Regions from separate parts of the Oryctolagus cuniculus genome. Here region 2 is linked to region 1. The links are chromatin contacts, called in public Micro-C maps. All regions are on one chromosome and are shown on one strand. Each heading gives the region's core, a stretch centred on a gene start, on an enhancer-like site or on the middle of the called end of the contact. The rest is flanking DNA. Distances are from core to core; before and after follow the strand shown.

Region 1 (7,667 bases), core at 1,680-4,179:
CCCGCGAGGGCACGCCCGCGCTCCTGCTGTCACCTTTGAACTTCTTGCTGTCGTTGCCGTTTGCTGGGGGAGGGGGCGGTCGGCTCACCAATCCGGCGCCACCCGCCGCCCGGGAGCCCGCCCGCCCGCCCGCCCTGGGCGCAGGCCCTACCTGCAGAAGCGGAGCTGCCGCTCATGATGAAGGGGCCGTTGGTGACGCAGGTAGAGAAGAGCTCGTCAGATCCCCGCTGCCAGAGAACAGAGCTGCAGGGCTGCCCGCCAGCCACGCCCCTGCGCCACCCAGCCACGCCCCATCCCAGGACACCAGCCATGCCCCTGCTCAACAGGACCCACACCCCTGCACCCACCCTGCTCCACAACAGACCCACACCCCTGCGCCCACACCGCCAGCCACGCCCCTGCTCCACAACAGACCCACACCCCTGCTCCACAACAGACCCACATCCCTGCTCCCACCCTGCCAGCCATGCCCCTGCTCCACAACAGACCCACACCCCTGCGCCCACCCTGCTCCACAACAGACCCACACCCCTGCGCCCTGCCAGCCACGCCCCTGCTCCACAACAGACCCACCCCCTGCTCCCACCCCCCAGCCATGCCCCAGCTCCACAACACAGGCAGTGGCCAGACCCCACCCACACCCCCAGCCCTGCTCCCGTGCCAACACCCGCCACGCCCCTGCCCCCACCCCAGCCCTGCTGTGAACAGAGCCCCCTGGGGCCAGGACCCCTCTGTGGGGGCTGACTCCCCCCCCAGCCCAAGTGCCCCGGGCCAGCACGGAGCCCGTCCGGGCAGGGGGCGGGGCCTCCCGTGCATAGAGCAGGTCTGTTCAGAGCTGAAACCGGAGCCCCAGGCGACAGGGCGACTCGGTTACACGAAACAAGGATGCCGGCAGCCGCGCAGGCAGCCCGCCCCAGGCTGCAGACCCCCGCCCAGCTCCACCCAGCCCCCCAGAACCAGGGCAGGGAAACGTGGCCTCTCCACTTTCCCCCTCCAGGCCATGCCAGGACGCTGCCCCACGAGAGGCTCCCACAGACCGGAGTGGGAGGAGCCCACCGCCAGCCGCCGGGAAGAAGGCGGAGCCGAGCGGCCCCCACCAGCCCTCCACAGCCCCTCGGCCGGGAGCCGGCCCCCACCACGCCGACCGCAGCGTCAGCCGCCCTTCCTGTAACTGGACGGTGCCGCAGACAGGAAGCCGGCGCCCCATGCCCACGGGGGACCGGGGGCACCGTGGGATCCACAGGAAGCCGCCCGGCCTTACCCCGCTGGACCGCGTCCAGGCACCCATGCGGCTCCCATGTGCTAACTGCACGAACCTTAAAAGGGGCATCGCGGCGCCGGCCTCCGCCCAGAGCGGCGGGCGGGCCGCCCAGGACGGCCTCCTTGGCTGCCGGCCCCGTGTGCATTCCCACGGCAGGCGGCCGGCGCGCCCACAGCCGTCTGGCGGGCACGCTCTAGCCCACCGGGGCAGCAGGCCCCGGAGCCCAGGCCGCTCCAGCAGACCGCGGCCACTCCCGCCCACGCGGCCCGGCCCCCAGCCCGCCGGCGCCCACAGGAAGAGCTGCGCAGGGCGCCCGGCCGCACGGGCGCAGAGGAAACCCTGCCGGCCCGGGACAGCCCGCGCTGACGCAGCACGGGAAGCCCGCGAGGGCTGTCCTGGAGCCGCGGCCGCCCAGGCCTGCGCTGCCCCGCGCACGCACACGGGCGGAACGCAGCCCGGGGGGCAGCCAGCCGGCCCGCAGCGCGCAGGCACACGCGTGACCGCGGGACGCACTGACATCCACACACCAGCAACCGCCGAGCGCCCGCCTCCCGGAACACCCGCGGCCCCGCCGCCCCGGACACGGCGCCGAGGCGGGCCGGGCCCACGACGGCGGCTCAGGCCCGCGCCGCCCGCACACCCCGCCGCCGCCCGCGGCCCCCGCCGGCTCGAAGACCGCCATACCTTTGTGCCAACTGCTATGTCTGGGACGATGCTGCGGAGAGAAAGCCAGAGATCAGCGCCCCGGGCTGCAGCGCCGACCCGGGGGCGCGGGCCCCCACCCGCGCAGGCCCGCTCGGCCCGGAAAGGGGCCACCATTGTCCTGAGGGCCCCTCCCTCCCAGCGGGACCCCAGGCCCCGCCTCTGGACCGAGTTCCCGAGGTCCAGACAAAGAGCCCCGCGCCCTCGGGCGGCGCTGACAGCCGGGGCGCCGCATCCACCCGCGCGCCGACGTGGCCGGGGGTCTGCAGAGACCCGCGCCCCAGAGCCGCCCGCGGCCGCCCCCGGGCCGGGCGGGGCCCGCACGCAGGAAGCGCTTCCACCCGCGGCCCCGCCCCGGCGAGCGCAGCCCCGCTTCCCGCCCGCGCGCCGCGACGCACCGGCCCCCGCGGCCCGGGCCGCCCCCCAGCCCCGGCCCCGGCCCCTGGGCCGCGGCCGCGCGGCGGGAAACACGCGCGCCCCCGCCGAGGCCCGCGCACGCGCACAGGGCCGCGCCCGCGTCTGCGCACGCGCGCGGCGCCGACGGGAAGCGGGAAGGGCCGCGCGCCGCCGGGACGGCGAGACGCCCGGCGCCGGGAGCTGCGGGCGCGCGGACCCGGAAGTGGGCCGGGCGCGGGTCCGAGGGCCCCGCAGCCCGAGAGCGCGGCCCCGGCCGCCCCGAAGCCCCGATCCCGCGCGCCACGCGGAGGGGGGAGGGGAGCCCGCACCCCTCCCGGCGGGGCGACGGCCGGGGCCGCCCGTGTGGCGGCGGGGACGCGGGTGGAGCCCGGGGATCGCGGCGCGGCGCGTGGCGGACGCGACTCACCCGTCCATGGCACTCAGAGCAGACCCACAGGGGACGGAGTGGAGGCGCCGGAATAGCAGGAACCGACCCAACGGCTCGGAGTTATAGACTCACAAAATGGCGGAGACGCCCGCACACGTCCCCCGCGCGCGCTGCCCATTGGCTCCCTCGGCGGTCAGGGGGCGGGGAGAGCCTCGCGGGCCCCGGCCGGCGTCTCTCAGTGGCTACCGGGCCGCCAGGGGGGTGGGCGCAAGGCGGATACCAGAACGCTATTGGAGAAGGCGGCCTTCCGTCAGAGCCGAGGCGGAAACGTCCTGTGGAATCGGGGGAGGGGAGGAGAGTACGGACGCACGTGACGAGCTCAGAGCCAATGATCTGGCCGCCAGCCGGCCTGGGCCTTGGCGGAAGAAGCCATCTTGAGAGTGGGTACGTGGCGAGTCAGGCGGCAGGAAGCGTGCTTGCCCTAGGCTGCCGCCATCTTGCAAGCGGGCACAGGCCGCCCGGGGCGCGAGGGCCAGGGAAGGCGCGTCGCCATCTTGGAGTCGGGCACGAAAACTCCGGGGGCTCCATAATGCTTGTGGGCACGTGGCCAAAAAGCTGAGTTCTCTACGAGCTGTCCCTCCGGGGCCGAGCCGCCGAGGCTGTGCCCGCCCGCGGCCACGGAGCCTACGGCCGGGACACGATCCCGGTCAGCCTGGACTGTCCCGTCCGGCTTCGGAGCAGCGAGGCTGGAGCGCGGTGCGCCCGGCCGGCCGCAGGGGCGCGGGGAATCCGAGGCCCGGGCCCTGCTGGGTGACGGCCGCCAGCACGAGCCGCTGCCCGACGGCCCAAGAATTGAAGCCGGGCCGCGGGGGAAGGGTCGCGGGGACGCGCACGGGGCGCCGGCCCAGCAGTGGAGCCCGGGCCTCGCCCCGCGCGGAGGCGCACGGGGTCTCCGCGCTGTCTGGGCGCGCACGGGGCGCCGGCCCGGGGACCTGGCCCCGCTCCGGCCCAGCAGTGGAGCCCGGGCCTCGCCCCGCGCGGAGGCGCACGGGGTCTCCGCGCTGTCTGGGCGCGCACGGGGCTCCGGCCCGGGGACCTGGCCCCGCTCCGGCCCAGCAGTGGAGCCCGGGCCTCGCCCCGCGCGGAGGCGCATGGGGTCTCCGCGCTGTCTGGGCGCGCACGGGGCGCCGGCCCGGGGACCTGGCCCCGCTCCGGCCCAGCAGTGGAGCCCGGGCCTCGCCCCGCGCGGAGGCCCCCCGGCTGCAGCCAGGGCGCCCTGCCCCTCCCGTGGGCGTCGTCGTGGCAGCGGCGTCGCTTCCAGGGCCGGGCCTGGCCGGGGCCCAGCAGCCTTGGAGCCCCGACGCGGGCCCGGCGCCAGAGGATTCCGGCCGGGATTAGGGGCGGCTGCCGCGGCGCGCGGGCCGCCCGGGGTCCCTGCCGGGGAAGGTGCGGCCGCCGGGGTGGCTGCGGCCAGCTGCCTCCGGGCGCCCCCGCCCGCTGGACCACCAGGGATGGGGGCAGAGACCCGCGGGGGAGCAGAGTGGACGCCTGGCTCAGCCCTGGCCACTGCGCTCACTGGGGGATGAACAGCAGTCTTTGAGATAAGGAACAGAGAGAGCCCCGGGCCAGACCCCCCCAGGGCGGCGCGGGTGTCATCCGACTCCCGGCCCTGCCAGCTGCCTCCCTGAATGATTGAGCAGCCAGGGGCCGCCGGCTCACCTTGCGGTACCGGGAGCCAAGCCGGGGAGACCCGGAGACCTGGGGCCCTGCCCCGTGTGCGCCCCGCGCTGCTGACACGACGGGAGGGCGGGCCTGCCTCAGTTTACCCCGTGTCAAACTTGGGGGCGGGGCCGGGGTCCCGGGGGTCTTCCCGTGGGCCGGCGGCCGTGCAGCTGCAGGTTCAGAATTTGTGCTTCCTTATTGCGCCCATCCCAGAAAGCGGCCGGGCAGGAACCCAGGGTGTGGCCGTGGCAGGCGTCCAGGCCCTCAGCCCATCTCCCAGCTCCAGTGGGGGCCCTCGAGGCCGCGGGCGGCTCCTGGCTCAGCCCCGGGAACCCAGGCCAACCCCACCCTCCGATCTGGGTGAGAAGGGGTGGGGCAGGAGGTGGCGTCCTCCCTCCCCTGCCCCGGGCTTCTGCCTGCCTGACCCACCGGCCCCCAGCCCCAGCCCCGCCCCAACCCAAACACCCAGTGCTGCTCCCAGGAGGCAGCAGGCACCCTCCCCCCCAGAACCCCACCCCTGCTGCTCAAGGGGAGTTGGGGGGCTTGGAAGGGGCAGCAGTGTGGCCATTCCTGGGCGATCGGCGTGAGTGGCTGTGGAGTGGCCCCAGGAGGCGCGTCCATCTGCGGAAGCCCGGACAAGCCCGCACGGGGCGGGGCGGGGGGGTGGGGGCACCCTGGAGCGCAGCGCAGCCAGGCGCAGGGGCGAGTCTCAGACGGGCTGTGGTGTGCAGGAGCCCGAGGGCGTCACCGAAGCCCACACATGGGGCTCCACGGGGCCCGCAGGGGGCCGGTGGAGGGACTGGCCCACTCCCGACCCAGCCCCCTGCTAATGCACCTGGGAAAGCAGCAGGGTGCCTGGGCCCTGCACCCACGGGGAGACCCAGAGGCAGCGCCGGGCTCCTGGCTGGGGCCTGGCCCAGCCCTGGCTGATGCAGCATCTGGGGAGTGACCCAGCGGATGGCGGTCTCTCTCTCCCTCTCCCGCCATCCCCCTCCCTCTATCCCTCCCCCCTTCTCCCCCTCCCTTTCCCTCTCTCTCTCCCTCCCTCTCTCTCTCTCCCTCCCTTCCTTCCTCTCTCCCTCCCTCCCTCTCCCCCACCCCCAACTCTGCCTCTCAGTGTCAATGAGGCTGTTGCGGGAACCGCGGCTTTCATGGCCGTGTTTTGGGCACACGCAGAGCAAGCAGATCCCAGCCCCGCGCTGGCCTTGGCCCGGCCTCCCGCCAGGTCCCGCTGCCTGCAGCACCCCAGACGCGCTCCTGCTGCCCTGGGCTGTCACTTATTTACTCTTACATTTCCTTGCGAGACAGAGACAGAGGTCTTCCTTCTGCTGGTTCACTCCCCAGATGGCCACAACAGCCAGGCTGAAGCCAGCAGCCGCCAGCTCCATCCGGGACCCCCACGTGGGTGCAGGAGCCGAGCACACGGGCCACCACTGCCTCCCTGGTGTGCACTGGCCGGGGGCTGGAGTCAGGGCTGGAACCCAGGGGTGGCCACGCGCAGGGCCCAGACACCCGGGCTTTTCTCCCCTGCAGCTTGCAAAGGAGGGGAGGCTGTGGACTGCGGGGGTGGGGTAGGGATGGCCATGGCGAGGGGCTGGGCGAGGAGAGCCGTGGGGGAGGGCGCCTCAGCCAAGCAGCAGGGCACGAGTCTGGGGGAGCCTGGAGCCCCCGGGAGCCGGGAGAGCGCCGGAGGACCCTCCCTCAGACGCCTCAGGAGAGGTGTGGCCCTGCCCACACACCCTGGTCTCCACTTGTGGGCCCAACACCAGAGGCTTGGGGTGTGGGGTGCCAAGCTGCCCGTTGGTAGCCATGGTCACAGCGGCCTGGACACCAGTCCAGCCTGTGCGTGAGGGCAGGGCTAGGCCAGGGAGACGTCCGGCGCCGGCCCCTGACCAGGCGCATTGGCCTTGCACAATTTATTTAAGGAAGATTCTCCACAGGGAGTGGGAGCAGGAGCCCCACCCTGAGAGAACCCTGGTGCCTGCTCCCTGCCCGGCACAGGGTCATCGCCTGCCCACGGGGTCACCTGTGCAGGTGGGGGCGGGGGGGCCGACCACACACCTGGGACAACCTCGTCCAGCACCGCCCTGCAGGGCTGGGAGCGCCCCGGCTACTGGGGCAGGGGATGCCTAGGACTGAGGGGGCGTCCACCGTGGATGGGGGACACCAGGGACCCTGCCCCACACCCTGCAGGGCCAGGATGGCCCCTTCCACACAGCATCCCAGCTCCAAACCTCAGCAATGCCAGGACCCGGCACTGGGGCAGAGGGAAGCCCCCCACCCCGGGCACCCGGCACTGGGGCAGAGGGAAGCCCCCCCAGGACCCCGCACTGGGGCAGAGGGAAGCCCCCCCCCAGGGCACCAGGCACTGGGGCAGAGGGAAGCCCCCCCAGGACCGGCACTGGGGCAGAGGGAAGCCCCCCCCAGGACCCGGCACTGGGGCAGAGGGAAGCCCCCCAGGACCCGGCACTGGGGCAGAGGGAAGCCCCCCACCCCGGGCACCCGGCACTGGGGCAGAGGGAAGCCCCCCCCAGGACCCCGCACTGGGGCAGAGGGAAGCCCCCCACCCAAGGACCCAGCACTGGGGCAGAGGGAAGCCCCCCCCGGGCACCAGGCACTGGGGCAGAGGGAAGCCCCCCCAGGACCGGCACTGGGGCAGAGGGAAGCCCCCCACCTGAGAGGACCCGGCACTGGGGCAGAGGGAAGCCCCCCAGGACCCGGCACTGGGGCAGAGGGAAGCCCCCCACCCAAGGACCCAGCACTGGGGCAGAGGGAAGCCCCCCCCGGGCACCAGGCACTGGGGCAGAGGGAAGCCCCCCCAGGACCCTGCACTGGGGCAGAGGGAAGCCCCCCGAGGACCCGGCACTGGGGCAGAGGGAAGCCCCCCCCACCTGAGGACCCGGCACTGGGGCAGAGGGAAGCCCCCCACCCCGGGCACCCGGCACTGGGGCAGAGGGAAGCCCCCCACCGAGGACCCAGCACTGGGGCAGAAGGAAGCCCCCCGGGCACCCGGCACTGGGGCAGAGGGAAGCCCCTCCCCAGGACCCTGCACTGGGGCAGAGGGAAGCCCCCCCCCAGGACCCGGCACTGGGGCAGAGGGAAGCCCCCCCCAGGATCCGGCACTGGGGCAGAGGGAAGCCCCCCGGGCACCCGGCACTGGGGCAGAGGGAAGCCCCCCCCAGGACCCCGCACTGGGGC
Region 2 (6,982 bases), core at 2,368-4,867, 230 kb before region 1:
AAGAAACCGAAGAGAGAGAAAAAAAAAAAAAAACGTGGCAGAACACAGTTCCCCTGGTTGGCTCCTGGGTCGACAGGTGGGTGGGTGGAGGCCGGAAGTCCGCGGTGGGGGCGGGAAGGGTCCCCCCCTCTCTGTAAAGTGCATAATGAGGCATCTACATTTTTGACTTAAAACCTGAATAGGGTGGGGGGAGGAAGGCAGAGCGGAAGGGGGTGGGGGCGGCTTCCTCGTCTCAGCCATCTGGAAAGACTGCTACATATTTGGAGCTGGGGAGGGGGCGGGGAGGGACCCGCTGGGCGAGGGAGGAAGGGGCGGGCACTGTGGGCGCGCAGGGGGGGCAGGAGGCCAAGGCCACGGGGACGGTGAGGACTGGACACAGAGAGAGGCTGCTCCTGGGGGGGGGGGGGGCGCCGGCCCTAGGCGACCACGAACTCGGACTTGATGTCGGGGTTGACTTCCGGCTTCCACACGGAGTCCTCGAAGTCCAGGCCCAGGCCGGCGGCCTCGCCGGGGCTGCCGCCCCCGCCGCCGCCGCCCCCGCCGCCGCTGCTGGCCTTGCGGCTGGGCGGCCAGTGGTAGGGGCCGCGGGCGTCCCGCCGGGCCTTCCTGCGCATGCGCCGCTGCTGCAACAGCACCTGCAGGCGCTCCACCTTGCAGCGCGTGGCGCGGTTCTCCGTCTGCCGCAGCCGGTCCCCTGCGAGACAGCGCCAGTGACCCCGAGCCCGCGGGGAGCCGCCTGACCCCAGGGGGGCTAGCGTGACCCAGGTGCGTCTGTCTGCCAGCCCCCGCCCCCCAGGACAGCGGCCCTGACTTGCTCATTCACAGAGTCCCCGAGTGCCATCTGGAGGGGGGGGAGGAAGTGGGGCTGCGGCCCCCGGGAGCAGACAAGGCCACTTTGTGCCCCAGCACACTCGGCTCCTTCTCTCGGGCCGGCAGCACGCGGGGAGAGGGCCGCAGCTGCCGGCCCCGGGCGGGGCAGCTGTTCCCGCGCCCACCGCTCACAGAGGGGCCTCGAGCCAAGGGGGGGCACTCACCGGGGGGCTTGCACATGCGGATCTGGCTCTGGCCCTGCAGCAGGGCGGCTGGGGGCGCCGAGGTAGTCTTGGGGGCGAGGTCGGGGCTGGGCGGGCCGGGCGCGCACTGGGCGTGGCAGCGCAGCTGGCTGAGGGAGGGCGGCACGCCCTGGTACTGCCGCGTGGCGCTCAGCAGGTCGTTGAGGATCTGCAGGATGGTGCCGATGTCCCGCCGCGGCCGCCCGCTGCTGTCCTGGCAGTTGGGGTGCAGCGTGCCTGTGGGCGGGAGGGGCCGTGAGGTCCGGCGAGGGGGCGGGGCGGGGCCGCGGGCGGGGGGCGTGCCTCCCTGGGGCGCGCCACCTACCGGAGAAGGTCCCTGAGAAGACCCCCGGGGCGTGGTTCACGAAGCTCTCGATGACGGCTCCGGGGGTGCGGGCGCGGGCGGCAGGGCTGCCCCCCGGGGGGGACGACGTGCTGGCACCAGGGCTGGCGCTGCTGCTGGCGGCGGGGGAGCAGTCCACCTGCTGGCGGGAACACGGGGGCGCGCAGTGAGCCGGGGGGCCGCGGGAGAGAGGAGCGCGGGGACCCCCGGGGCCCAGGGGTGCCCGGACTCACCTCGGGGCAGGCGGCGGAGGCTGCGTGGGACCGGAAGGAGCCGGCTGTGACAGGCGTGGGGGGAGGGCTGGCGGGCACTGGGGGGACTCGGGCGGCGCCGGACACGGGCCGGCAGGGAGAAGCCACGGGGGTCGCGATGCTAGGGTCTCCTCGGGCGGCGGCGGCCGCGGCGGCTGCGGCGGCCAGCACGTGCCGGTGCTGCAGCGGGGTGTGCTGGGCGGCCAGCTGCAGCTGCACAAACATCATGTGGTCGCCCACTCTCAGCGCCAGGGTCAACGGCGAGCGGCCCGACAAGAAGTCACTGACCTGCAGAGGACCAGCGCGGGCCCGTGAGCCAGGGGCCTTCGCCCGCAGCGCCCCCAGCCCGGCCCGGCCCGGCCCCCCCCGCGCTGTGTGACCTGGGGCCTCTCGCCGCCCCTCTCTGGGCTCTGGGGTCCCTGTCGGTGCCACGGGTGCTTAAATAAAATGAATCTGTACTTCCGGAAACCTCCTCGGCCAGCCCGGCCCGGCCCAGGCGCTGCTGGGGGCTGTGGGGGACAGAGGCGGTCAGACGGGCCCCGGCCGCCCTGGCCCACTCGGGTCTTTGGAAGCTGAGGCTGGGGCCCGAGGGGGCAGGGCCCAGCTGGTGGTCACCGCCCTCCGATGGGAACCCTCACTGGTCGCCTCTCTCTCCTGTCCCCAAAGACGGCAGGGGGAGGGGGCAACCCCAGGCACCCAGCCTGGCCGGCGTGTGGGTGGAATTCCTGGGTGAATTTTTCCTTCCTAACCTTTGCTTTCTGAAGATAAATATTTATCTGTCCCGGGCGGGGCAGGGGCCCAGGAGCGGCCAGAAGGGGGCCCTGACCAGACCCCTTGGGTGGGTGTCCCCCAGGGTCTCAACGCCCCAACAGCTGTCCAGCCTGCCCCCCCCCCCCGAGACCTGTGTGTGTCCCGTCCACACTGGGCACCCATTCTGGGGCCTGGCCAGCCTCGTCCTCTCCAGAGGCGGGGGGGGGGGGGAGGTTTCTGAGAAGTGACAGAGGCCGATGACTCACAGCCGGCTGGCGTAACATTCCCTGCCTGCAGCCCGGGGGGGGGGGCGCGGAGTGGGCAAGATGCAGCCCCCCCCCGCGCGCGGTCTGCACTGCACTGCACTGCCCCCTGGCCCGCAGACACCCCGTGCAGGAAGGGCCCAGGGTGGCTTCCTGGGAGCAGCTGGGGTCCCCCCCTTCCGCCACCCTACAACTTCCTCCCAGGGGAGGGCAATGGGCGTGTGCGACTCTGTGCCAGGCAGGGAAGCAACCCGGGGAGCCCAGCCCAGCACCCCCTCCCTCCTGAGGCAGGCTGAGAACCAAACAGGCCCCTGCCCCCACGCCCACCCGCCCCGGGGTCAGGGCGCCCTGTCCGCACTTGCCCAGGAAGCCACCCGGGGCCCCCACCTCAGCTGCGGGGACCCCCTAGCCCTGCCCCCCCACCTGGCCGCCGGCCCTGCTGCCAGACCACCCAGCTGCAGCCCCACGGCCCCCTCCTCCCCCGCGGGGCTTGGCCAGGGCAGGACGCTACACGCCAGGAAGGGGCGATGGCCTTGGGGCGGCCGCCGCCGAAGCCGCTCAGCCGGCTCCCCCCGCCCGTGCCGCCCTCCTGGGAGGTGGCCCAGCCACCACGGCCCAGAGAATGAGGAAGGGAGAATAAAGGCGACAGCAAAATCGGGAACCCGAGCCGGGGCCAGCCCGGGCCTCCGCCGGCTGCTTACTGAAGAGTTCTTCTAACATCCTGTCTGGGTGCCCGCCCCTCCCCCGCCGGGGCGGAGAACAAAGACCAGAGAGAGGAGGAGGGGGTGCTGACCCACCCCCCTCCCAGAGGCGGCACCCGCACCAGCCCTCACGCCCCCACCGCAAAGATTTCGAAAAGGAGAAACTGCCGGCTCTCGGAGGCCACAGCACTGGGGGGGGGTGGGGGGGGTGTGTGCAGGCCCCGGGTGTGAGCGTGGGCCAAGGTCACCCCGCCCATGGCTGCCACCGTGGGAGAGAGCGCCCTCAAGGTCAGGTGGCTGGGGGCGGGCAGGGCTGGGTGACCGGGCCCAGCTGGCCTCCAGCGCACAGGCCCCAGGGAACTCCAACCCACTCTCTCCAAATGGCCCCGGGCCCTGGTCGGCGGCTGCCCCCTCCCCCTGCAGGTGAGGGAGGGGCGGTGCGATCTTACCTGGGTCTCGGTCAGACTCTCCAAGGCTTGGACTACAGACTGCTCCGGCCTGGAGGCCTGGGACTACAAAGAGAGGAAGAGGTGTGTGAGGTGGGTGCTGGGGCCTGGCGCTGCCCTGGCCGGGGAGGCGGCCCCGCGGGGAGTGGGCTGGGCCGCCTGGCAGGGGCGGCTCCGGAGCCATTACCATGAGACCCGCTTCCACGGTGGGCACCAGCGTCAGCTTGCTGCCATCCCCCACGCCAAACTCCCGCAGCTTCCCCGAACTGAGCCGGCTGCGGGGGGAGGAAGGAAGAGGATGAGACTGGGGGTGGGAGGGCCGCGGGGACGCGGAAGCGCGGGCCGCGCGGGGGTCCGGGAAGTCGCTCCCACCCACTCGCGGCTCCAGAGCCCAGGGCCTGCGGGACGCCCACTTGGGAGCCCCCATGCTCCGGGGTCACACCCCTCTTCCCCCCGGAACCTCAACTCTGAGACTCAGGGGTCCTCCGCTCGCCTGGGGGAGGCTCCGCCTCGGCCCCGGAGACCCAGGGCCCACCGGCGTCCAACCCCGGTCCCCGGTCGCCCACATCCAGGCCTGGGCGCGCCTCCGTGGCCGCTACCGGCTGGGCTCCCCCTCCTCCCTGGCGCAGGCCGCCGCTACCACCGCGCAGACAAAGGAGCCCCTCCCCCGCGCCCCTCCCCCACGGGGCCCCTCCGCTGGGGATGGACACTGCGTGTCCCCGGAGGCCCGCGGGGGGAGGGCTGCCCGGCCCGGAGGCGATTTAAATATCGGGGGGGAGGGGAGGCAGCGGGGAACGCGGAGAGGCGAGAACAAAGCGGGGCACGGGACACGGGGGGGCGCCAGACGCGGAGGGGGCTGCGGAGCAGATGCGGAAGCGGCGCGGGTGCAGGCAGAGGAGGGGGCGGCGCGGCCCTGCCAGCCACCCCCCCCCGCGGCCGCCGCCGCCGCCGCTCACGGACCCCCCGCGCCACGCTGGGATTTCCTGCATTCCCACGAGGGGGCCCCGCTGGAGCCCGGCCCCGGGCGCCTCGCCGCCGCCGCCGCCGCCTTTGTGCGGCGACCCCGGGCGGGGGAGGGGGCCGAGGCAGGCAAGGCCGAGCAGAGGGCGCCCGAGAGCGCGCGGCGCGCCCCCGCCCCCCGTCTGGCCGCCCCCTGCCTCCGCGCGCGCGGCGCGCTCTTTGTTCGCGCCCGGGGGCCGCGGCCCGAGGGGGCGGGCGGCGCGGGGGTGGGGGCGCGCCGCGCGCGGTACCTACGTGTCCCGGTGCAGCAGCGCCAGGCGCTCCTTGGGCACTTTGAGGCGCTGGGACAGCCGCTTGCGCAGCCCCTCCACGGTCTCGTCGGGCGGAACCGACAGGTCGTAGCGGGTGCCCGTCGTGCTGTGGATGGCCAGGCTCATGGGAGCCGCCTCGGCCGCCGGGCCCAGCTCACAGGCACCGCCGGGGGCCCCTCGCCGGCAGCTCCGGGCGCCGCCGGGCTGCGGCTCCATCCCCGGCGCGCGCTGGGGGGCTGGGCTCCGCGGGGCGCCGCCAATCCTCGCCGCGCCGCCGGCGTCGGGTCCGGGAATCCGCCGAGCCGCGATGCTCCGGGCGTTGGGGGCGGCGCGGGTCTCCCCTGAGGACGTCCCGGCGGCGCAAGGAAAGCCAAAAAAAAAATCCGACTGGCGCTCGGGGGTCGCGGCGGCTCCTGGGTGCACCTTCCGGGGTGGGGGCTGCGCTCGCGGCTTCTCTACCGGGGGAAGCGCGCTGACCCGGGCGCGGCGCGGGGGAGGGTCTCGGAGGAGGGGGCCCACTCGGCCAGCCGCGTTCCGTGCCGTCCGCCGCTCGGGTCGCGCGTCCCCTCCCTTAGCAACAGCCGCCGCCGCCGCTCGGAGGATCTGGGGGTGAAAGTAACAAGAAAAAAAAGTTATAATGTATCAACGTTCCAAGGGGCGGAGCCGCCGCCCCCTCCCATTCACTACTTACTCCGCCGGCCCCGCGCCGGCCAATCAGCGCGCGCGGAACGCCCCGTCGGCCGCGCAGCCCGGCCAATCAACGCCGCCGCGGCACCGCCCCACGTGGCAGCGAGGCCCGCCCCTGTCCCCGCCCCCGGCGCCCGGGCGACCAAGGGGAGCGCGGCGGGGGCGGGGCTGGCGCCGCGCCGCGCCCGCCCCCGCTGCCCCCGCCCGCGCCGGGAGCCATTCATAAGAGCCTGGCGCCCTCAACAAAGGGCGGTCGGGCCCGGAGGGGCGCGGGACCCCGGCCCCGGGTCGAGTGGCACCCCCCACGCGTCCCCGGGAGCGCGGCGAGGGCGTGGGGAGGGGGCGGCAGAAGCAGGAAGTCGTGGGACCTCCCCGCCTCGTTCGTCCGGGAAGCACCCGCGAGCGGAAGCGGGAACGCGAACCCCAAGCCTCGTGGCCGGGGTCCCCGAACGAGGGGCGCTGGCCCGGCTCGCCCCCACCCGCGCCGTGGGTGGGCGTGGAGGTCGGGGCGGCGCGGCGGGCGGGGCCGCTGCCCTTCGGTGACGTGGCCGCCGGGAGCCCCGCCCGAGCCGGTGCCACCTCCCTCCCGCCCGGCCCCCGGGCCGGGCCCGGTTCCCGAGACGCGCCCGCCCGAGCCGTGACGTGACGCGGCGTCCCCGGCTGCGCCCGCGCGCACGGCTCGTGGCCGCGGTGAGTCAGCAGCACCGGCGCGCCCCCTGCCGGCTCGGCGCGGAAGCGTCGCCCGGAATCCCGGGGGAGGGGGCGCAGCGCTGCCCCCGGCCGGGAAGGAGGGTGACGAGACTGCGGGCGTGGGGGAGCACCCTCTCAGGGCGCGAGACTCCGCGTCTGCAGCCGAGGGTCGCGCAGACGGGGAAACTGAGGCCGGAACAACTAGTTCAAGGTCACTGCCGGGGGGGGGGGGCGGAGCGGGGGCTGCGGCCCCGCCGGGGCGGTGCCGACTGCGCGGAGCCCCTCCCACCCCACACCTCCGGGGGCTTCCTCAGGTCGGAGGCACTCAGGAACCTGCCTGCCCCGGCGGAGAACAAAGGAAGTGGCGCGCCTCCGACCGGCTGGAGCGGGGGCCCTCCTCGGCGCCTGGTCCCGCCCCCCACTCACCCGGCCCGGAGGGTCCTGGGTCCCCGCAGTCCTGGGGGCTTCGCGTACGGGAAGCTGCGCGCGGTGGCCGGGCCGGTCTGGGGCCGGGCGGGCGGCCCCCGC

What was found. A called contact is a pair of places that touch in the nucleus more often than the background predicts.
Region 2: a Micro-C map of ear pinna shows a contact between it and region 1, with 5 times the contacts expected there. The contact joins the promoter of MIDN here to the promoter of PTBP1 in region 1. A contact is called at or near these places in 2 of 6 Hi-C or Micro-C datasets (ear pinna and an unstated tissue).

Annotation. Positions count from the first base shown.
Region 1 is chr16:58,437,446-58,445,112 of mOryCun1.1, reverse strand. PTBP1 (polypyrimidine tract binding protein 1) reads right to left here and starts at 2,929. Exons shown (of 13, transcript XM_070059484.1): 1 at 2,787-2,929; 2 at 1,946-1,976; 3 at 152-227; 4 at 1-63. The coding sequence starts at 2,794.
Region 2 is chr16:58,663,975-58,670,956 of mOryCun1.1, reverse strand. It overlaps MIDN (midnolin), which reads right to left and starts at 3,617. Exons shown (of 6, transcript XM_051840305.2): 1 at 3,493-3,617; 2 at 2,116-2,155; 3 at 1,629-1,934; 4 at 1,378-1,534; 5 at 1,035-1,289; 6 at 417-694. The coding sequence starts at 3,617. The coding sequence ends at 417. It overlaps CBARP (CACN subunit beta associated regulatory protein), which reads left to right and starts at 3,132. Exons shown (of 10, transcript XM_051840289.2): 1 at 3,132-3,899. The coding sequence starts at 3,741.